Linked DNA regions of Mus musculus: region 1 is linked to region 2. The links are chromatin contacts, called in public Micro-C maps. All regions are on one chromosome and are shown on one strand. The core of a region is the stretch at or near the end of the contact, and the rest is flanking DNA. Distances in the headings are between cores, read along the strand shown. Region 1 overlaps Limch1 (LIM and calponin homology domains 1). Region 2 holds the start of Limch1 (LIM and calponin homology domains 1).

Region 1 (3,028 bases), core at 366-2,865, 81 kb after region 2:
CAGGGCTTCTCACTGAACCTGGAAGCTCTCTGATTTGGCTAGTCTAGCTGGCCAGCAAGCTCCGGGGATGTAGCTGTCTCCACCTCCCCAGCACTGATGGGTTATAGCCCATGCTGCCACGCCCAGCTTTTCACCCCAGTGCTGGAGATCGGAACTCAGGTCTTCATGCTTGCCTAGGAAGCATTTCACCTACTTGAGTCATTTTGTTGATAAAAAGATATTTCCTTTCAGATATTTTTATTACTCTCTGAACTCTTGTCTTTTAATCTCGTTTGAAACCTTGACAGACCAAAGACTTCAGTAGTCAGGGACATTGCCTGTTCTTCAGTGGATATTGTCGAAAGTCATGGCAATCCATCTTCACCCTTCAGCTCTGCAAGGCCAATGTTCAGAGGCTAAATCTTACATAGTTCCCTCCAGACCTCAAAACTAGATGGGTCTTCCATCGTGGTTGCAACGGCACTTTATCTGTCTGTACCTCTTTCATATTTACCACAGGCTGCTGGATCTCTCTCCATGGATTGATGAGAGCTCATCTTTGAGAGAGGAAAAAGTGTTAGCCATCTTTGTGGCACCTATAGCATCCATGCTTTGTATGTGTGAGGTGACTGAGGAATACTGTGGGCATACTTCAGTACCTGGTGTGTCTTGGGACATTTTGTGGTTTGGAGTTGGAATCACACCGGTGTGTTCTTATTGTAGGCTGTTGGTCAGAGGGCACATGGCACTGTGGAAGAATCCTAGAACTTCAGAAAATAAGGGGCCTCAGTGGTGAGATAATCACCTCTGCTCACCTTTGGGATGAGGGTGGGGGTGGGGGATGGAGAGGAAGGAAACCTTACACTGTATGAGTATTCATCTTACACCCAAAGCTTAACATCACTGTTTTGAGGGGTCTGCCCAGCCCTCAGTCCTCACCTCATATACTTGCCTACTCCTCACTGTCACCTTCAGACACAGCACAGTCCTTCTCTTCAGTAGCTCCCTTTGTGGCCCTCGCCACCAGTACTTGTAATTCCAAGCACACTGAATACGTGTGTCTCCCACTACAGTGAGAAGCCCCTCGGGGCCTGGGGTAGACTATTCAGTCAATAATGGAATGAGTCAACTAGTCGGCCATCACTCTTTTGTTAAATAAAACTAAAATTTATTTTCCGTTTCATTAGTAGGTAGAGAAATTATCCTGAAGAACGTTTATGTGTTTGCTAATGGAGATTAGTAAAAAACAATGGAGCTTTTTCAAAAGGTTGTTGTGGGGAGGAGAGATGGGGGGTGAGGATGAGAATGAACACATGCACGAGGCTGTCTAGGGGCGGTGCGTGCTTTCTGGTTGTTTTTGAAAGACAAGGCAGGGATGTAAGATGTGCAGGGCACAGCAACATCCACAGCAGGCTCTTTTCAGGGAAGAAAGTGTGAGTCTGATCTGATCTGATTATAACTTACCTCTCATACATGGTGGGTGTGCTTTAAGGACAATCCCACGTTTGGCTGTGAGACAGTGGAAAAACGGCAATCCTGACCTCTCATTCTGCAGCAGAGGCTTTTAGAGCTCAGAGGCGTGTATAGCTGTGGGGTTTAGCCCTCCTCCTTCCAGTGTCTACGCAGCTTTCCTGCTTTATGGAAAGATCCCTTGTTGACTGATTGGTTGTGGTTACTGACATGTGTACGCTAGATCCAGCCATAAGACACGCCGTGTTTTTCTGTAGGTTTGACCACTGTAAATATTTATGTGGAGTTAATTCTCCAGAATGCAGCTCTCTCAAATTAGAAGGAGAACAATAGCTGAGCATTCTATACGATGAAGAAAAAGAAGCTGTTATCCATTACAGTGTTTAAAAGAATGGCTTCAGATAAAAGGATGACTTGTTATTGAATATGTCAGTCAATATTGGGGGCAAACTTTGCCTGGTCACATCTGGGTGTGTTTCCTTAATCCTGAAAGGAAAGAGGTGATCCAGGAACAATGTGCCTGGAAGCAGAGCTGGATGGAAGAAAAAGGGGAAACATTGTTTGAGATGCTTCATATAACTGAGGAGGGGGGCTGGGAGAAGACATGGCCGTGGTCCTGAAGTGAACAAGGCTGGCTGATGATGGTTGGTCACCGTTGCATGTTCTGCTGAGTTATTTAAGTCCTAAATTTTTCCTACAGTCTTCTATGATGACAGGTGTTGTGTTTTATAAAAATAAAGGAGGAGAGAAGAAATATATGGGTGTGTAGTCAGGTGTGGGGGTGGGGTTGCCTCCGTGGGCCCATGCTGAGGCATCCCTTTCCCCCTGAGGGACCATTCCATAGTATAGAATAGAGTTTATTCAGGACATGGGGAGGAGAGTCAAGAGGATAATAGAGACAGAGAAAGGGAGGGGAGAGAGAGAGAGAGAGAGAGAGAGAGAGAGAGAGAGAGAGAGAGAGAGAGAGAAGGAAGAAGAAGAAGAAGAAGAAGTAGAAGAAGAAGAAGAAAAGGAGGAGGAGGAGGAGGAGAAGGAGAAGGAGAAGGAGAAAGAGAAGAAGAAGAAGAAGAAGAAGAAGAAGAAGAAGAAGAAGAAGAAAAGGAGGAGGAGGAGGAGAAGGAGAAGGAGAAGGAGAAGGAGAAGGAGAAGGAGAAGGAGAAGGAGAAGGAGAAGGAGAAGGAGAAGGAGAAGGAGAAGGAGAAGGAGAAGGAGAAGGAGAAGGAGAAGAAGAAGAAGAAGAAGAAGAAGAAGAAGAAGAAGAAGAAGAAGAAGAAGAAGAAGAAGAAGAAGAAGAGAAGTAGAGGCCGACCATGAGCATGGGACGGGGGAGGTGAATGGGAGAGAGAGAGAGGGTAAGGGGCAAGAGGACAGAGTGAGAACAAGAAAGCAAGAGGTGGGGGGCAAGCAGTCCCTTTTATAGTGGGTCAGGCATACCTGGCTCTTGCCAGGTAACTGTGGGGTAGAGCCTAGACAGTTCACATGGGTGTGTGTACCAGTGTGTGGTGTATGTACACGTTGTGTGTGTAGAGGCCAGAGATGGGAGTTGGGTGTCTTCTTTAATCACTCCCTACCTCATCTT
Region 2 (2,849 bases), core at 50-2,549:
GTCTGCTCCCCAGTGTGAATATCGGTATTGTGAATATCTAGAGAAATACATACAGAGAACGGTGTCTCATATAGCTCAAGTTGGCTTGTGCAATGGATGACTTTGAATTTCTGATCTTCTGCTTGCACCTAGTGAGTGCTGGGATTATGAGCTTGTACTTCCAAGGACATGACGCTGGGGACAGAAAGCAGGGTGAGCTGCATGCTGGGTAAGCGTTCTACCAACTGAGCTATATCCCAGTCTAAGTGTACGTATCTTGAAGGCAAGTTCTTAGAATTGTGTCTTGCTGTGATGAAACACCATTATCAAAGCAACGGGGGAGGAAAGGGTATTGGCTTACATTTCCCTATCTCGCTGTTCCTAATCAAAGGAAATTAGGACAGGAATTCAAGCAGGGCAGGAGCTGATGCAGAGGCCATAGAAGGGTGCTGCTTGCTAGCTTGCTCTTCATGGCTTGCACAGCCTACTTTCTTATAGAATCCAGGACCACCAGCCTAGGGATGGTGCCACCCACAATGGGCTAGGCTCTCCCTCGCATTTTCTCAGTTAAGGTTCCCTTGTTTCAGATAATTCTAACATGTGTCAACTTGACATAAAACTAACCAGCACACATTTTAGGAGTTTTTGTTTGTTTGTTTGTTTGTTTGTTTTTGTTTTATCCCTCCCTGCCCCCACCCCACCCCCCATTCCCAATCCGGCAGTCCTAGGTTCCTAGCTTGGTGGTTGGAGAATAATAAGAGCTGAATAAATCCTGTGAATGAGTCAACAGGCTAAGGCCCAGGTAGCTTGCGGGGAGTCCCTCCCCTTTTAACAGAAAGATCTGGCGGTTGCCTTGTGAACACCTTAGAGTGCTGGGTCCGGAGCTGCAGCTCTAGGCCTCAGGTCTGTAGCTGGGAGGGACAGCAGGTGCCAGTCAGTCCTCCAGTTCTGCCGCAGTAGTGCTGTTTCCCCGCCCAGCTTCACCCAAGGTGCAGCTCGACCTGCTACCCAAAGTAGCCGGCCGGAGGCAGGACAAGCGGGGTGGCGGGCCGTGTTCCTCCCACGGTCCTTGCATGAGCCCGGGAAGGACGCCCGGAGCTCCTGGCAGGTTATTTTTAGTTGGGGGAGGGGACGAAGCGGCGGGCCCGGGCGCCACTGGCTGAGGTGGCCACGGTGTCCTCCGGCAGTGCGCGCCGCTGTCCTCCGGGACCTGCGCTCGGTGGGGGCGGGGAAGGCGGCTGGAGAGCGCGGCGGGCGGGAAGGGGCGGAGAGCGCGCTCCTGCGGAGGAGGCTGTGCTCATCCCGGCGGCCGAGCGCTCCAGTACTCGCCGGGCTTCGCAGATGGCTTGCCCCGCTCTCGGTCTGGAAGTCCTTCAACCCCTGCAGCCCGAACCACCTCCGGAGCCTGCCTTCGCCGAGGCACAGAAGTGGATCGAGGTAGGTGCCGCCACCGGCGGGCGGCCTTGCAGGGGCGCCCCAAGCTGCTGCCCCGAGAGCAGCGACCTCAGGTCCAGCCTTCCCCCACTTTCGTGGCCAGCTTCCCCAGGTCATCCTCCGCGGCCTTCGGAAGACTGAGATCCCTTGGCGTTGGGGCTCTGGGATGGTGGGCGTGAACAGGGGGGACACTGCGGTCTAGCTGTGCGCCCAGGGGCAAGAGGCTGTCCCCTGCGCCTTCATCCCTGCTGCCTGCGGAGCTCGCAATCTCCGCTTGGTTTGCAAGTGCTGCTACGGAAAGCGCAGTGCGAGCCGTAGCGCTGCAAAGGCTACAGGGGCTCGAGCTTCCAGAGCCCTTTGCGGGAGCCGCATTTCGGGGTGTCCCGCTCACTGCTCCACATTCCCTTGGCCTCTCTCTTCTCCCTTCCGGAGCAGAGTTGGCAGTATCACCACTGAGGCTCATACCCATCCAAGCCTCTTGGCTGTGTTCTGGCACCCGTTCAGGTGCAAGGTTGGCGCAGAGCACAGCGTAGGGGGGAACCTGCAAGACCTAGTTGTGAGTGCGCTATCCGTAGACACGCTGCCCAGCTATCGGTTGTCCCAGAGACCGCAGGGTGGGCTGCAGCAGGCCCCGTACCGGGCCAGGTTGGCACATTTCACTTCTTAAATGACTCGGTGGAAGGCCAAGGAAATCACTGGAGCTCTCGGCTCAGTCCAGGAAGCGCTCGCTGGGTGATCCTGATTCATGATGTCTATCTGCAGGTGCAGCTCAGTAGCCCTGCTATTCTGAAACAATCCGGTCTTTGGGTTCAGGACGCGTGGAGGGCGAGAGTGGGAGAGGTGATTTGTGATCCACTCTTGGAATTCCTATGAACCACCTTTTAAAATGCCTTGTAGAAGAGGAATTTGGCTAAATGGCGCGCAACCCCCTTGGCCTGAGAGTTCAAAGGAGGATGTGTGCAGCTAAGTCGTGACCAAGCAAGAATACGCTTCAGAGAACTCAGATGGTCGCTTAGCGACCCCATCCCCACCCTTGGGACAGCCCAGGTCTCCAATGTTGGTAGGGTGATAGAACTATAGGGCTGTATATTTAAACCTGCTGGGTTGCCTGCAGAGGCTATTGCTGGAAGGCTCAGCCACAGGCCGCCACCTTTCAGGGTCAACCAGCTTCATGGATGCAAAAAAGCTCCTTAGCGTTTGGAGCCATCTATTTAAAAACGGAACTAAGGAAACAATATATACCAGGCACCATTACTAAAAGTCAGGGCTGGCTTGTCTCTTGTAACTACCAGATGTAACTTACTACCAGATGAGAAAACGACGTTAGCCTCTTATTTTTGATGGAAGGCTTATTTTGATGGAAGGCTTGGAGCATGACAGGTGTTCTCTCTGAGTTTGGGGCTCACAGGCTCACTGGAGACAGTAGTGGAGAGTTG

What was found. Hi-C and Micro-C count contacts between places; a contact is called where the count stands out from the background.
Region 1: a contact with region 2 is called in a Micro-C map of palatal mesenchyme, with 1.9 times the contacts expected there. The contact joins the enhancer-like site here to the promoter of Limch1 in region 2. A contact is called at or near these places in 2 of 39 promoter capture datasets (3T3-L1-derived adipocytes and second pharyngeal arch cranial neural crest), 3 of 484 Hi-C or Micro-C datasets (neural progenitor cells, neurons and palatal mesenchyme), 7 of 115 datasets of contacts at active chromatin or transcription factors (embryonic forebrain, embryonic hindbrain, embryonic stem cells and 3 more) and 2 of 9 other capture datasets (adipose tissue and pancreatic islet).

What each region holds. Positions count from the first base shown.
Region 1 is chr5:66,825,431-66,828,458 of GRCm38.p6, forward strand. All of the region lies in intron 1 of Limch1 (LIM and calponin homology domains 1), which reads left to right. Among named protein-coding and RNA genes, the nearest start is that of Gm52776, 67 kb to the right of the region's middle. Within about 2 kb of position 1,616, at least 3 of the 459 cell types and tissues checked have an H3K27ac peak or open chromatin away from gene starts, as enhancers often do. A contact at or near this core is called in palatal mesenchyme, where this site is marked.
Region 2 is chr5:66,744,590-66,747,438 of GRCm38.p6, forward strand. Limch1 (LIM and calponin homology domains 1) reads left to right here and starts at 1,300. Exons shown (of 26, transcript NM_001001980.3): 1 at 1,300-1,416. The coding sequence starts at 1,321.